Linked DNA regions of Mus musculus: region 1 is linked to region 2. Evidence: chromatin contacts called from public Hi-C data. All regions are on one chromosome and are shown on one strand. The core of a region is the stretch at or near the end of the contact, and the rest is flanking DNA. Distances in the headings are between cores, read along the strand shown. Region 1 overlaps Nek6 (NIMA (never in mitosis gene a)-related expressed kinase 6). Region 2 has its middle 30 kb from the start of Gm25081.

The links. A called contact is a pair of places that touch in the nucleus more often than the background predicts.
Region 1: a contact with region 2 is called in a Hi-C map of bone marrow-derived macrophages, with 46 read pairs. The contact joins two enhancer-like sites. A contact is called at or near these places in 1 of 15 datasets of contacts at CTCF or cohesin (CD8 T cells), 22 of 484 Hi-C or Micro-C datasets (the AML12 cell line, CD8 T cells, the G1E-ER4 cell line and 13 more), 11 of 115 datasets of contacts at active chromatin or transcription factors (the HPC-7 cell line, a beta-TC-6 cell line, embryonic basal ganglia and 4 more) and 4 of 9 other capture datasets (adipose tissue, liver, macrophages and 1 more).

Annotation. Positions count from the first base shown.
Region 1 is chr2:38,586,909-38,591,185 of GRCm38.p6, forward strand. It overlaps Nek6 (NIMA (never in mitosis gene a)-related expressed kinase 6), which reads left to right. Exons shown (of 10, transcript NM_021606.3): 10 at 1-582. It overlaps Psmb7 (proteasome (prosome, macropain) subunit, beta type 7), which reads right to left. Exons shown (of 8, transcript NM_011187.1): 7 at 3,789-3,940; 8 at 1,138-1,380. The coding sequence ends at 1,269. Among named protein-coding and RNA genes, the nearest start is that of Psmb7, 55 kb to the right of the region's middle. Within about 2 kb of position 1,748, at least 4 of the 459 cell types and tissues checked have an H3K27ac peak or open chromatin away from gene starts, as enhancers often do. A contact at or near this core is called in bone marrow-derived macrophages, where this site is marked.
Region 2 is chr2:38,448,078-38,452,520 of GRCm38.p6, forward strand. No RefSeq gene overlaps it. Among named protein-coding and RNA genes, the nearest start is that of Gm25081, 30 kb to the right of the region's middle. Within about 2 kb of position 2,729, at least 16 of the 459 cell types and tissues checked have an H3K27ac peak or open chromatin away from gene starts, as enhancers often do. A contact at or near this core is called in bone marrow-derived macrophages, where this site is marked.

The sequences.
Region 1 (4,277 bases), core at 498-2,997, 140 kb after region 2:
CCACCCTCTTGAGCAGGGCCTGTACTCCAGATACAGCCTCTGCCCGGATCAAGTGCTCCATATTTTAGACAAATTGGGAAGAGAGACGGCTGAGCAGCTCAGGGGTGGCCCTGACTGCGTGTCCGTGTTTTATCTTGGACTGCAGTCCACACCCAGCACACAGCAGCAGCATAACTTCTTGAGGTGCCTTTAGAAGCAACCTGTCAGGCCCAAACCGTCCAAGTAACACCAGAATATTCTTAAGTTCCCCAAATAATTCTGACACTCATCAGCCAAGCTGCTGCCCTCAATAAATCCACTGTACCCTTTCAAGCAGTTTGCACAAGGGAATCTGTCCTCCAGTGTCCTGCCCAGAATACTGACTCTGAGAAAGGATCAGAGTCGCTGTCTCCTGCCCAGCACTAACTCCTGAAAGTTTTCCTGGGTCTTTGTAAGAACTGTTTCTGTTCTTAGAGGCTCTGTTCTATCTGCCCTTGGTACAAGCAGCCTCTGCAAACCAAAGAACTTCATTTCAGCACTCTACCCATTGTCCACACCAAGAGAACTATCTGCCCAATAAAATGGCCCTTGGGATGTACAGTCTCCACTGGACAATCACTATCCAGAGAAGCAAAGCAATGCTATGTCTAATTACTGCAAAACAGCAAACATCAAGTTTTCCTTTAGTTGTCACGAGAATGGCTAGAGTGCAGCTCACCAGTCTCATACAGCCACACAAATACCCAGTTTCCATCTATCTTTCTCTAGACCTGAGCATGTTTAGGCTGAGAATTCAAACTGAAGATATCTGTCCTGGGGAGGGGGAACTAGGGTCTTGTTTATGTAGGGAAGCCATCCACTCAGCCTGAGACTTCCTTGCCACTGCTTTGCACTGATTCACTCTGTTAGGACAGGTGCCTGGGGTTACCCCCAAGTGAAGATAAAGTAAACAAATATAGGCCTAGGTCATATTCTTTAGAACCAAAAACCCAATCTGTTTTTTTGTTTTTGTTTTTTGTTTTTGCCACAAAGAACTAATCAGTTTCAGAGGACCACACCACTAACACGCCAGAAAGATCTGGAACATAGAAAGGAAAGTCGGGTCAGTAGGAGCCCAAACGCACAGTTCCAACATTACAACCACTCACTAAGTTTTTTGTCTTTTTATTTATTTATTTTAATTGAGCAATTGCCAAAGGCATGTTTTCTGGTTGGGGTAGAATGGGGTTGGGGTAGGGGTGGTATGCACCCCGAGTCATCTAGAGTTATCCAACCACCCACAGCACCATTCACGAAGTATCCATTGTCTGAACAGTCTCTTCTAGCACCTCAATCTCCAGAGGGGTAACTTTCTCGGTGAGGACAGCGGTAGTGCCTTTCTCACATCTGTACCGGCCAAGCCTAATGAGAAAAATAAAAGCAATTAGACTTCTGCTCAAGTGCCCAACGGAGGTCAGGACAGAGACATTTTGGCCAGACAGCAACAGGCTTGACTAGACTCTGAGAACTCCACCTCTGGGGCTTCAAGGAGTCAACCTCCCTTTACTTCCAAATGGTACACTTGAAAGGGGTGTGTGCGTGCGTGCGTGCATGTGTGTGTGTGTGCATGCATGCACTCGCATGTGCATGAGACAATACTTAAGAGATAATAGAAAAAGCACTGTTTTTCAATTTTCCTTCCACATCCCACCATTCTCAGTAGAGCTAGAAGCTACTTGGTCATGTGACTTGAGGCTTCCACTTCCGTAAAACTCACATCCTGGGCATTAAATATGAGTGATGTAATTCGCCTTCTGCCCCTCATCTCTAGAAGCACCAGCAATACAACATAGTCCACAGCCAAGCTCCAAGTGCCTCACTCTAGGCCAACTGTCCCTGCAGGGCACAGTGGACTGATTGCCACTAGGACATGCTCACCTGACCTGCCTCCTTGGGGCTTGCTCTGAGCACAAGGCTCTCATCCTTATCCACACGTACTCAAACTCTCCAGTCCTGAGTCTGCCAAAATATGGTACCAGAAAACTGTTCCTTTGTCATGTGTCTGTCTGTCTGGAGTCACAGTTCCATCAAGGTTGTGTCCGATCAGTGGAAGCTGTGCCATTATCACATGCTCCTAGAAAATGTATCCCTTTAAACAGCACTTGAGCTTCAACAGGGAGCAGATGGGAGGTACATGACAGCTCAGGTGGAAGGCATACTTTTTCAAAATACATCTATCTGTCCTAAGGTTTAAAAACATCTCTTGGACTGCACCTTGCAGGGCTATACTGGCAGTTAAATGTTGCCTTGAGACAATGGCCCAACAAGATAATTCATTTGAGCTTTACCCTGTCTTTAGGGGGAGTGGACACAAGAGCCCTTGTACCTTTTGGATAAGGCTGTTGGTCTTAGCAGCATGCAGGGTAGCAGCCAGGTCCATCCATGATTCCATGATGGTGACAGGCATGGAACAACTGCCAAGCCTTAGCCCTCACCTGTTGTTTCTTCTGGAGAGGGTTCCCTCATCCAGGCAGCATTCTCACAATCACTAACTAGTCTAAAGGACAGTGGGGTTCTAGAGTGTGTGGATACTGGTACCGCCCCAAGGCAGATTATTGCACACCTCCCCTTCCTTGTCACCTTGTTGGGTCCATCCCCACCCTAAAGGCTAGGAATAGAACCCAGAGCCTCCCACATTCTAGGCAAGTGTTCTTCCACAAAAACCAGATCCCTGGCTCCACAGTGCTACCTTTAGCACAAAGGTTCCTTTTGCAATCACACCTACTTTTCAAGGGTGGCTTTTAGAATTCTCTGTCTGGGCGACTATCATTCAGCCCACATGGAACAGAAGCACTCCCTAGTTCTCTTCCCAAAGGATCAGATCAGCATCCTTCAGTGGAAGCTGCTTTCCCAAACCAGCCCTAGATCTTAAAGGCAGCTTCCCTTTTCACTCAATGCCCAAGGAACTGGCATCACACTACCCTAGCTCTGTCATTTCAAATACAGGACTGATACCCAGAGCCACCATGCCAGCCAGTGGCCATCCCTGTCACCCACCCCAGAGCTGTCTGACACTAAGCTTCCACAATGCTGAGAACAGCCTACAACGAGGCACTGTTAATACTGAAGACCCACCTTTTCTTGTGAATCTAGAGCTAGGGATCCTCAGTGGGTATAGAAGCAAGCCTTCCAGAGGTCACATGCTACTAATCAGAGCGCTCAAGTAGCTATAACTGTCAATTCGTGAACTACAGGTACATGCAAACACCATGTCTTTTGGACCTAGAACATCCCATAACAGCTCAGATCTTGGCTTGCACCACTGAAGTGAGGCACCCAGGGATGTAGGCCACAGTTTCAGTGGCATGACTGTAGCATAAACAACACTGGTACAAACCATGGCCACAATTCAGAGGCTTATAGCCACAGGATTAGGACTTTTAGGATGTTTTGGGCCAGCCTGAAGAAAGGCTGTGGGCTGGCTACCATGAAACATAAACACTTCACAAGATTCCATACAGGGCTTAAGATGCTGAAGAAACCACAGGGGGGTGGGACAGGGGACACACACTTCAATGTCCCAACTGACTCTGAAGCCTTCTCTTAGACCCATTCCACCTTTCCTGCCAACACATGACAGATTAAGACACTTCTCCATGCCTGACCAACGCTGGGATCTTTGAGTAGCCCGACTCAAAGGACTGTTGTATAAGCTGCTTTGGAACATTTGGCTTTTCTCAGTGCAGGGAAACATCCAGAGAGCCCAATCCAGATGGCATAGGGATGCCAAAGGTGATGGGACAGAAAAAAATGATATCCCGTTCACTTACCTGGTCCCTTTCTTGTTGGGCACTGAGAATGGACGAAGAAAGTCCAGCTTGCTCTTGCTGATAACACACAGATCAATGTTGCTTCCAGACCCCAAGTCATTAAAGATGCCAGCTGCAATAGCCTCACTCACTAGCTTCTTGGCTTCTTCCTCCTGAGAAAGCAAAAGGGCAGTCATGATAAGTTATGCCCACGGAGAATGGTGGCATACTCAGCGCACATAATAGTTCACAGGTCTGTTTGTTCGTGGTTGTTGGTGCTTAAAACCTCCTTAGAGCTGGGCAGTGGTGGCACTTGCCTTTAATCCCAGCAGTTGGGAGGCAGAGGCAGGCGGATCTCTCTGAGTTCCAGGACAGCTAGAGCTATGCAGAAAAACCTTGTCTTGAAAACCAAACCTAACCATCACCACCATTCCCTAGAACTGACTCCAATGGTTTGCCTGGAGCTCTTCAGGTGGTAAGCAGGGGCCTAGACTTTTCAAAGTCCTTCAT
Region 2 (4,443 bases), core at 1,479-3,978:
AGAACTCACTTTGTAGACCAAGCTGGCCTCAAAGTCATAGAGACCCCCCTGCTTCTGACTGTGTCTGAACTAACATAGTTTTTAAATTCTCTGGATGTGTGTATGAATGCTTCTGTATGTTGGGATGTGGGTACACATTTATGCTACAGCATACATGTACGGGACAACCTTGGATATTAGCTTTGCCTTTCACCTTGTCTGAGTCAGGTTCTCTTTGTTGGTTTTTTCCCACTGCACAGGCCAGGCTTGCTGGTCTGTGAGCTTCTGGGGATCCCCCTGTCTCTGCTTCCCATCTCACCCTTGGATGCTGGATTGCAGGTGCTCACACTATGTATTCAGCTTTTACACGGGTCCTCAGGATTTGATCCTAGACCCTCATATTTGCTAGGCAAGCGCTTTTACCCACAGAGCCACCTCCCTAGTACCTTATGGGTTTTTAGAAAAACATTTGATGTTTGTCCTATCATTTTGTTTGTTTGCCAGCTTATTTATTGTATGTGTTGAGTGCTCTGCTGCATGTACACCTGCACACCAGAAGTGAGCATCAAATCCCTTTATAGATGGTTGTGAGCTACCATGTGGGTGCTGGGAATTGAACTCAGGACCTCTGGAAGAGCAGTCAGTGCTCTTGACCACTAAGCCATCTCTCCAGCCTTGTCTGCCGTATCTTACATTGTATATGTTTGATTGCTAGCTATCTATTTTCTTTTTTTTTGTTTTGTTTTGTTTTTGTTTGTTTGTTTGTTTGTTTGTTTGTTTTTCGAGACAGGGTTTCTCTGTATAGCTCTGGCTGTCCTGGAACTCACTTTGTAGGCCACGCTGGCCTCGAATTCAGAAATCCGCCTGCCTCTGCCTCCCAAGTGCTGGGATTGTTTAAGCCTTGATGTGACATCTCTCCAAGATGATCATGTGTTAGGGGCTTGGTGTCCATGAGGTAGAGATATTGGGGAGGTTCTAGAAACTTTAGGAGGTAGGATATCACTGGGGGAATTTGTTAGATCACTAGAGAATATGAGTCTGTAGGGAGTGCCTTATCCCTGCCTCCTCTATGCCTTATTCTGCTTCTTGTTGTCTTGAGGTAAGCAGACCCCATCATTGACCGAACACACTCCTGCCCCTATGCCGTCCTGTGACCGTGACCATAGAGTAAACTCTCTGAAAGTATGAGCCAAAATAAATAGTCCCACCCACTCATTACCTTATTCTCTCGGGCATCTTGAGAACAGTAACAATTATATTGCTTCGTGTACAGTACAAAGTTCACACTGCAGCAGACTTCTCGTTCTCTGTATTATTTTGTCAAATATACAAGCAGTGTAAACCTACAGTACATTGCATTTTCTCTTTACTCTAATTGACACTATTTCCATTCTTATCTCTTACTGTAGATATAGGTTGCCTGTAATTTCTTCTCCCTAAGCACTTATACTGTGTCTTTAGTGTGAAATGTATGGGTAATAAGTTTTCTGAATAGAAACATCATTAGGTCTCCTGAATGTTTGGATGATATTCTCACTAGGTAGATCACTCTGAGTTGACAGGTATTCCCCCTAATACCCCCTAATACTTTGAAAGAGATGACACTCGGGGCTCTGTCTTGTGTCATTTCTGCTGAGAAGTCTGTGGTCCTCATCTTTGTACCTCTATGTGTAAAATGGCTTTTATCTCTGGTTGCCTCTATGATTCAAGGTTTTCTTTTCATCTTTAATTGTGAGCAGTTTGAATATGACAGTTTTTGTGTGTTTTTATTTTTTGTGTGTACATGTGTGCTATTACACACCCAAGGAGAGTGCTGGGTGTCCTGCTTTATCCTGTCCACCTGACTCCCTTCAGACGGGGCCTTTCACTGAAACTAGAGCTAGACCAGCAGCCGGAAAGGCCCACTGACCCTCCTGTCACAGCCCACCCACACACAATACTAGCTTTACACTAATATCCAAGGTTGTCCCTTACATGTAGCATAAATGTGTATCCACATCCCAACATACAGAAGCATACATACACACATCCAGAGAATTTAAAAACTATGTTAGTTCAGACACAGTCAGAAGCAGGGGGGGTCTCTATGACTTTGAGGCCAGCTTGGTCTACAAAGTGAGTTCTAGGCTAGCCAGGGCTACACATTAAGTCTATCTTGAAAATAAGTTTGTGAGGGCCAGTGAGATGATCCAGTGTGTAAAGCCACTGCTGCCAAGCCTGAAGACCCTCAGGACAGAAGGAGAGAACACGCTTCTTAATGTGGGGGCTGGAGATTAAAACTCAGATTCTTACATCCAGACTGCAAGCACTCAGTGACCATTTCCCCAACCCTACTCTCTCTCCTCTCTCCTTCCCTCTCTCCCTACCCCTTCCCCTCCCCTTCTCCCCTCCTCTCTTCTCCTCTCCTCTCTCCTACTCTTTTTCTCTCTAGCCTTCTCTCTCTCTCTCTCTCTCTCTCTCTCTCTCTCTCTCACTCTTCCCCCCTTCTCCTCTCCCCTTCCCTTCCTTCCTTTCAGTATTTTTCTTTGCTGTCATCTGAGCTCCTTGGATCGATGATTTCTTCTTTCTTGTCTTTTATTCATTTGGAGGCAATTCCCAGCCATTATCTCTTCAAGTGCTTCTTGCAGCTCTTTTCTTCTTTCTCTTATATTTCTGGGAATCTGACTCATGACTGTTAGGCCATGTGATACTGTCCCACAGCTGCGGGTCTCAGTCCTTTTAGCCTCTCCCTGGAACATTCAGTGAGCTTACAAGGCTTTAACTCCACTTCCACATCTGAACTTTGTGGTGGCATGGCCATATATTTTCCTTTTACAGATGTTCCAACCCCCACACTACATGTATAATGTTGTTGTTCCAGACAAATTAAACATACTGTCCAGTTTCCTGCATTCTACTGCATAGTCCCAAGCACCCAGCTAGGACCATTTTCCAGATTGAGGGACTGTTGTGTTGTTTCAGACAGGGTCTCTGCAGCTCTGGCTGTCCTGGAACTCACTACACAAACCAAGCTGGCCTTGAACTCACAGAGATCACAGATCTGCTTCCCTTCCAAGTGCTGAGATTAAAGGTGTGCCTTCACTACCATGCCTGGCAAGGAAGTATAGCTGAAAGACTGCTGACAATGAAACTTTTCAACTTGTATCTATTTCCTGTTTTGTTGTTTGTTTTGAGAAACGATTTCTCTGTGTAGCCCCAGCTGTCTTAGAACTTGCTCTGTAGACTAGGTTGGCCTCAAACTCACAGAGCTCCTCCCACGTCTGCCTCCTGAGTGCTGGGATTAAAAGTGTGTGTCACCCCAGCTTGCCCCTGAAATGCTGTCACTTTGATTTAAGTTTTGAAGGGTATTTTTGCCTTGTGTGGCACTCTAGCTCGTCAGGCTGGTTTAGAATTCTCATTGCTCTATCTTCTGGTTTTGGAGGTTTCCACTAAAAAGTCCTCTAACTGCCGTTCTGAGCAAGTGCTCCACCCTGAAGTTTAATGAAGCTCCTGTCTTGAGGTACTCTCTTCAACAGTTTTGAAAAAAAAAAAAAGAAAAAACAACCCAAAAGCAATAACAACAACAAAAACCCTCAGCCCTTGTCTTTGGATGCTAGTGTGTGTGTGTATATATGTGTGTGTGTGTGTATGTGTGTGTGTGTGTGTGTGTGTGTGTGTGTGTGTATGTGTGTGTGTATGTGTGTGTGTGTGTGTGTGTGTGTGTGTGTGTGTGTGTGTAGGCCAGAAAGCACTATCACGTGCCTCTTGACACCCCCACCTTATTTTTTGAGAGAAGGTCTCAAGGCATCCCATAGCTCATAATTTCCGGTTCACTCTCATACCTGGCTCTTTGCATGGTGTTGTGAATCCAAGCTCCTGCCAGGCACTTTACTGATGAAACTGTAAGACCCCCCCCCCCCATGCTGGGCTTCCGCTCAAGTCCCAGGATGAGCTGGCCAACACCCCAACATCTTGAGAGAAAACCACACCTGATGCAAGCTGTAAGAGGTTTTATTATCAGCTAGCTGAGGAGGAACCCCTCGCGCCTTGCAGAGCAAGGGAGTTCGACCCCCGAGCGGTGACAGTAGGGGGCTTTTAACAGCTAGCTGAGGAGTTGGGAGAAGTTGGGAAGAGTTCTTCTCTTCCGGGTGTCCTTGGTGAAATTTACAAGGCAGGAGTGGGGAGTGAGTTCTTTCTGAATTTTTATCTCCGTGTCCTCGGCACAGGAAGGCAGGCATCTCTGGTTGTACAGTATAGAAACAAAAAGACTTTTTGCTGGCTATAGAGAACAAAGAGCTTTTTTTCTAGCTGTACTTTTAAAGATCAGGGAAAACAAGTTTGGAGAACATCCAGGGGCTTTACCTTCCAGGGAGAAACGCTCTAAGTCGGGGTCTCACAAAACCATCTCTCCAGCCCCTATAATCTCCTTAGTTATTGCTCCTACACTATTTTCTCTCTTTATAGAACTATGATTACACACAGTTG